Regions from separate parts of the Rattus norvegicus genome. Here region 2 is linked to region 1. A link is a contact called in public Hi-C data. All regions are on one chromosome and are shown on one strand. The core of a region is the stretch at or near the end of the contact, and the rest is flanking DNA. Distances in the headings are between cores, read along the strand shown.

Region 1 (3,660 bases), core at 8-2,507:
GTGTGTTACATATCAAAGCAGACACTGGCTGCCAGGTCTCAGCATTGCAAGCATTCGTTACAGATGCTCTCTTCACACTTCTCTACCCTAACCATCTCCAGCCTCTGAGCTTCCCTTCCCTTCTCCCAGTTTTTCTTTTCCTATAAAACCCAGCCATTTTGACTATGCCTTCTCTTGGCCTCTTGGTTCCTCTCTTAGCCCAGGCCCCCTTTCCGCCCCACCCCTATGCCCCCATGGCCCAGTCTAACCTGTAGGCCATGGTCAGTCTGGACTCTTGCAGATGCTTCTGGCTGTTCTCTCCAACGTGTCCACAATAAAATCTTTCTCCTTAATTATACATAGGAAAGTGGTCATGTCCGCATTTTTATTCAGTGTCAAACTTCTGGGGAAGAAAGAAGGCTGCGATATTTAGCCGGCAATGGCTATTTAAAAGAAATCCACTAGTTCACACTATAATCCCAGCACTTGTGGCAGGAGGCTGGCCACAAGTGAGTTAGAGGCTAGCCTGGGCTATATATAATGAGTTCCAGGGTAGCCTCAGCTAGGGAGTGAGACTCTGTCTCAAACAAAACAAACAAATGAGTGAGAAATCAAGCCAGGTGAACAGCTCCAACCGTGAAGGGTGTCTACTGCCAAAGCTAACATCCTGAGTTTGATCCCCAGGACCCACAAGAGGAAAGGGGAGGATCAAAGCTGTCCTCTTACCTTCCAGGACACAAGCCACTCACACCATACACATAAGTAAGTAGATGCAATGAAAAATTGAAACAAAACAGAAAAGAAAAAAGAAAGATGTTAAATTTTAATTGTACAATGTCACTAATAATTTTCCTCTAAAATTTCTTGACTATTCTGTATAATAAAGGCATGTGTTCGTTCCTAAGACGCTGGAAAAGATGACCTTGGGATAAAAAGATTTAAATGCCAACTTAAAAAGCTAAAGAGGATGTTCGAGGTTAAAAAAACAAGTAAAAAAAACTTCAAGGGGCTTTGAGGTTGAGTGGTGTGTACAGGTCGTGGGTGGGGTGTAAGGTCTATAGTCTGCAGAGCCTGCACCTCTGAGAAGACCCCTGAGGTGGGCTTGGAAGTGCGTCTGCTTCTACCAGCAATCTTTCAAAGCCTCTAAAATCACAACAAAAGCCCCAACAGCAGCCCCTGCCCTGGGGCTCTGAAGGCTGCCCCACTCCGGCCTTCCCTGCCACCCCATCCTCTCCCGCCCACTGGCCGCCACCTCCCGTCCAGCCTGGAGTAAATAAACCACCGGGCAGGGACCCAGACAATGGGCCTTGGCTAGGAGTTAATGGGCTGGGCCTCTCGCGCTAGCCGAGTGTGACCGGAGCTGGCAGGGGGCCTGGCCTGGCGCCAGCATCGATTACGACTAGACGGAGCCAGGGCAGACTTGGCACGGACAAGCCCCACAGCTGGCAGATTCAGTCACCCTCACAGAGAGGGCACGAGGCCTCCCCTGGGCGCTCACTGTCACCCGCTGGCTGGGCTCCCACCTCCACCAGCACTGCAGGTGGGGTGGAATTACCAGTTGCCCCTACACACGCATACACCCTGGGCCCTGATTTTTGATCCTTCCCAAGTCTGTTCTTGATCAGGTCTCTTCTGTCACAGGCTGATCTGGGCCTCACAGACTAGGGGGATTGAAGGTTGGGTGTATGAAACAGGTCATGTCCTCCAGCAGTGGGGACAGAGCTTGGCTGGAGTCTGCCAGCTGAAAGGGTTTCTTTTCCTGTGCCCAGAAAGGCCTGTAGGAGAACTAGTATTCTATCTACCGCAGCAGTTTCACCCTGAGGCGCAGGGAGCTGGGCTCTGTGAAGCTGTCCAGTGGACAGTGGAGCATGCTGGGAAATAGGCCTTCTTGACTTAGATGATGTCAGCCCGTGGCCTCGTTAGGGCCAACCAGCAATAGTGTGTCCATCGGAAGTTGACTTCTCATTCTGAGGAGATCTATAGTCTTGGAGGGAGAGCACAGGTGCTACTCCCGCAGGCTTCAGAACTCTTCATCCTATATTTCCCTCACCTTCCCCTCCTTTTGTGAGCTCTGGTTTCCAGAGGAAGTTTGAAACATGACTGACTTGACACCTGAGGGGAGCTCTGAGCTTGAGGGGGGGCAGGTGGATAGGAGAATGTGTGACCCAGCAAATGAAGCCTGGAGTGATGGTCTCAAAACAGAAAACAATGCAGGGAGCTTGGGACTGAACCCTGGTCCTCTGCAAATGCAGCAAGCACTCTTAACCTCTGAGTCACTTCCACCTCTATGGTTTTTGGTGGGTGAGGGTGCAGTGGGGATAGGGGTGAGTTTTTGTTGTTGTTGTTTTGTTTTGTTTTGTTTTAGCTCTTTGAGACATGGTTTCTCTGTGTAGCCCGGGAACTCACGCTGTAGACTAGGCTGGCCTTGAACTCACAGAGATCCGCCTGCTTCTGCTTTGGGAGCGCTCTCACTGAACCTGAAACTCTTTGATTTGACTGGGCTAGCTGTCTATGGAGCTTCCGAGCTTCCAGGTCTGCCTGCCTTGGCCACTCCCACACCCTCAGCCGGGAGTCCTGGCACACAGAGGCTCTCTATGCCCAGCTTTTCATGCAGACAGATTCTGGGGAATCTGAACTCAGGTCCTGGTGCTTTCATGGAAACCATTTACCAGTGAGCCAACTCTCCTACTCCTCTCTTCTTTCCTTCTTTCTTTGTTTTGGTTTTGAGACACTGTAGGCCAGTTCCAGGCAATAATCCTACCTAAGCTTCTTGATGAGATTACAACCAGGAGCCGCCATGCCAAACTGAGGGATAAACTTTTTAGTGATTTATTTTCATTTTAATGTGTGTGTGTGTGTGTGTGTGTGTGTGCGTGCGTGCGTGCGTGCGTGCGTGCGTGTGTGTGTGTGTGTGTGTGTGTGTGCGCGCGCGCGTACAGGTGCCCTCAGAGGCCAAAACAATCACAGTATGCCACTGGAGCTAGAGTTACAGTTGGTTGTGAGACCCCTGACATGGGTGTCAGGAACCGAACCTACATCCTATGTAGGAGCAGCAGCAAGGGCTCAAGCTTTCTATCACTCCACCCCCAACACTTACTTTTTAGTGTCCTTGAAGGACCTACAAAAAGCACTTAGGCCGCTTAGGAACATAAAATGTGCTACGTATAACTTGGCCCATAAAATTGTCACCTTCGTTATATGGTTTCAGAGATGTGAAGTCCTGTCGGAAAGTTAGAAAGAACTCCTCAGGGAGCCCTTCCCACCCCTTCCCATGCAGTCCAGACTCACCTTCCCTTCACACAGGCCTCTCCTCTCTGTTCAGCCCCTCACTCCACCCCAGTACAGTTAGTTCCTCAGGGCCCCATGCTCAGAAGGGTTCTGGGCTTGGTTTAATTAACACCAGCCTACAAGCCATCCTTTTTTCTTTTTTCTTTTTTTAAACAAGGAGCCTAAACATGTTCCCTTGGCTCTGTGTCCCACAGGACAGGTAGCTGGCTCAGCTCATAGCTCTGCCTAAGGCCATAGCGGATCTCCAGTCCTCTGGGCCATGGCTGCCCTGGCCCTCCTGCAGCTCCACCTGCCTCCCCTGTTGGTGCTAACCCACAGCTTCTGCTTCTTACTCAACCACAGAGCAGCCTGCTTCCAGTGGCTGTCAGGTGATGGGGAGGGTTATTCCTCCCT
Region 2 (3,727 bases), core at 980-3,479, 38 kb after region 1:
TTCCTAAGGAGGAACCTCCAGGCTCTCATCTAAGTCTGAACTCCAGGCTTAGCAGCAAAAACAAGAGCCAGCAATTGTAGAGCAGCCAGGTTCCCTCCTAACGTGCTAAGCCCCACCCTACTGCACATCTCCACCCCCTCCTTGCACAACACAACAAACAGGCTCTGTGGTGTGGTGAGTGTGTCCTGGAACAGGGGACCTAACTTAGTCACTCCAGCTGGCCAGCTGGCTTAGCTCCCATCCAGAGGAGCAAAGCTATCTGCCCACCACAGGTTAATCTTGAGGGTTGAATCAGCCTCTAGCGAAGTGTCCAGCTACTTCAAATCCTCATCCACTCAGCTTCCCATTCCTGCCGAAGCTGAACCTGAGATAGGTACAATGAGCCTCACAGAAGGAAGTGAAATTCAGCCCTCCTGCTGTGCTCTCTCTCCGTGCCTACACAGTGGGGCTGTTTCTTAGTGTTAAGTTCCTTTCTCTCCACCTGACAGCTCATGAAATTCTGCACTCGGGAGTCACCCAGCAGCTTGAACTTCCAAACTGACCTTGCCTCAGTTAGGGCCCCTGGGGCAACCAGGAGAATCGGCCAGCACCTAAAAGGTTAAGGCAATGCAAAGACAAACTTTGTCTTAGTCGAACTCGGCTGGGGATTCCAGAGAGTTCTGATCTCCACTTTCTTGCCTTTGGAAGACAAGCTGAGTGGTTTGTGGGGTGAAGTCTTTAAAGAAATCTCAGTTAAGTTCAGAAACCTTCCTTTCCCAAATGCAAGCTCGGTGGGGTTTTTGCTTCAACCCCGAAGCCTTACCCCATCCCATCCCTGAGCTATCTGTGGTCTTGTGCCCTCTTCCCTGAAGAATGATGCCATGCCTGCTATTGTTCCGATAGGTAAGGGGTATCTCCAGCTTATCAGCAACAGAAAATAAAGTTCCCAGATGAAAGGACCAAGAGATGTCACCTAGCAGAGCTTCTTCTGTCCTTCAAACACTTCTTTGCAGTGAGGCTATCCCAACCAAAGTAAGGACTCCGCAGAGCCAATCACAAGCAGGAGTCATTGTCTTGGTGTTTCTTTTGAAGCCTATCACTCCCCTCCCCCACCCAGCAAAGCCCCAAAGTTCAACCCTTGCCTACACTGGACAGTGGGGGAGGTGCAGCCAGAGGGTGTGGTTCTGAAAACGCAGAGACCCCCCTCCCACTCTGCACAGAAACTGCAGGTGGCTCTCCACTTGGTAAGAGCTTCGGAGGGGCTCTGGGCAAAGTCAAAAGTAAACCGGAGAGAAGTGGAGACCCTCAGCTTCCCTGAGCTAAAGTAGTAATGTCCAGACTAGTAGGAAGAGGGCACTTCCTGAGAACATAGCCAGGGAATGCTTTATTCCTAGCAAAGGGCTTAAAGTCCGCTGGAGCCACCCCAGAACCTCCGCGCTCCAACTAGGATGCTCAATATAAACTCCTCCTCTTTTTAGGAGTTAGCACTAGCCAGATACCTTAAACTCGATAGTGGCTAAGATCTCTGAACACACGCGCACGCACATACACACACACACACACACACACACACACACACACACACACACACACACACACACACACACACACACACCTGGGTGACTCCAGGACAGCGTCTCAGCCTCCGAGTCGTGATGCCAGGGCTCTGCGCCAGGGTCCAGGGTGACGAACACTCGGGGGACTTGGCGCCCACACTCGATTGGGAAGAAGGGGACAAACTCCAGCTGTTAAGAAGAGGAGCCTTCAGACTCCGCAGGGAGGCGAAACGCACCACAACTCACGGCCCCACCCCACAGTTACACCCGGAGGCCAAAGCGTCCCGGGAGCTTTGCAGTGGACCCCAGGACCATTTGCTCACCTACTTTCAACACCGAATTCCAAATACTTTCCGAAAGCCACTCTTGGAGCAGCAACCCCAAATTTGTGCTCTGCACCTCGTCCCCACATCCCTGCACCCCAATTCCCCGTGGTCACCCCAGATGCCCGCAGTCCAAACCCTTTCCCGGGCCCCCACGCGCTGCGCGACTCCGCTCCCCACTTCCCGGAGGAGGTACGACCCAACTCTGCTTGGCCCCCGGCCGCCCGGGCGCTCACCGGGCTGCGGTGGGAGGTGGTGGCGCGGGCTCGGGCAGCGACTGCTGTGGGCGTGAGCTGGCGCGGGAGGAGGCCACCGCGCACCGCGCGGTATTGTTTCCAAAATACGCCCGCTCCGGGCATCCCGCAAACAGCTGATGAGGCCCCGCCCTTCTTTGCGTCACTCCAACCACTGACCAATGGCAAGTGGAGCTCCAAGTCTCAAGCTGGGCAGCTGCCAGGGACAGTCACCAATGTACGAACCTTCCCTTGGAAACATTATAAGGGGCCGGGCACATTTCTGACCTCCGCCAGAAGCGCAATTGGAGCTCTGTAAAGGGTGAGGATTCGGTTCCGAATGCAAGCCCCAGAAATGACAGAGAGTCCCTGGGTTCTCCACTAGGTTGGGGGCACAAGACGCCTAAGTGACTTTTGTCTACTTGGAAATGGGCTGAATTTTTGCGGGACTTCCAGAAAGCCGGCTCAGGAGGAGACTGGGAGATTTCAGCCGCGACTTGTATAGCGGGGGAAAAAAGGAGTTGCTGGTCTCTAATGAGAAAAACAAAACAAACAAAAAACAAAACAAAACAAAAAGCCCGCCCTCTTGCCTGTTGGGCGTGTCTGAGGAAAGCTAGAGGAGAACACGTGTGTCTGCATCTAGAACTAAATGACATTTGGATCCATCAAGTGCAAAGAAAGGCCATGTCCTCTCGTCTAGACTATGCAAGATCATTGCTATAAAGACTCTGTAAGAGGAGAAATCAAAAGGGCAGCCTGGGTAGCATCAGAGGGCTGTTCTTAGGCTGCTAGGAAAGCAAAACGCATCTCGTATACTATCTAGGGATGGGTGCACATTTTTTTGAACACCTACTGTGTGCCAAGCACTGGTCTAAGTGTCAGACTTCTGTGCCTGACCTCAATGAACTTATACTCTACTTGTGAATGATGGGAACCAACGTGAATGGTGCTATTTTAGGGATAATATGCAAAGACTTTGGGATAGGGCCTTGAAGAATGGGGAATTTTTCACTAAATAAAAACCAAATGAAACAGTCGTGAGCCGGAGAAGGCAGGGAGCTAGAATAAAGTACTGAGCAGGTCTGGGAAGCAAGGTCAGGCCCCTCTATTGAGCTATCAGGCATCCTCACCATGGTTTAGGATGTGAAGGTATGGAGGGCAGGTAGATTTAGGTCAGATTGCAGAGGTACCCCCTGGAATAACAGGATGAGGAATTTGTACCTTTAAAAATAATTTGTTTATTTTTATTTCATGTGCATTAGTGTTTTGCATATGTCTTTGTGACAGCAGGTCTTCTGGAACTGGAGTTACAGATGTCTATGAGCTGCCACGTGGGTCCTTGGAATTGAACCTGGGTCCTCTGGAAGAGCAACTAGTGCGTTTAACCACTGAGCCATCTCTTCAGCCCCAAGGAATTTGTATTTCCTAGCGGGCCGGTAGCAAAGACTTTGCAGAAGATGGATTTGGGGGAAAACGAGGGTGCGCGCGGGGCAGAAATCAGCGAAAGGAACCAAACCCTGCCACAGCCTAAATGAGCTGCAATAGACACAAAGCAGAGAGGCTGGGCTCAGTGGTCTCTCCCTACAGTGTGCTGTAAGACACAAGCTGGGTGAACTGGGCTCCCAGACTTAACTGT

What was found. Hi-C and Micro-C count contacts between places; a contact is called where the count stands out from the background.
Region 2: a contact with region 1 is called in a Hi-C map of liver, with 2.2 times the contacts expected there. The contact joins the promoter of Bmf here to the enhancer-like site in region 1. A contact is called at or near these places in 3 of 12 Hi-C or Micro-C datasets (kidney, liver and mammary epithelial cells).

Annotation. Positions count from the first base shown.
Region 1 is chr3:125,934,629-125,938,288 of GRCr8, forward strand. It overlaps LOC120101638 (a long non-coding RNA gene), which reads right to left. Exons shown (of 3, transcript XR_005502383.2): 2 at 249-382. Among named protein-coding and RNA genes, the nearest start is that of Srp14, 37 kb to the left of the region's middle. Within about 2 kb of position 1,258, at least 56 of the 93 cell types and tissues checked have an H3K27ac peak or open chromatin away from gene starts, as enhancers often do. A contact at or near this core is called in liver, where this site is marked.
Region 2 is chr3:125,971,835-125,975,561 of GRCr8, forward strand. It overlaps Bmf (Bcl2 modifying factor), which reads right to left and starts at 2,230. Exons shown (of 5, transcript NM_139258.2): 1 at 2,095-2,230; 2 at 1,595-1,724. The coding sequence starts at 2,217.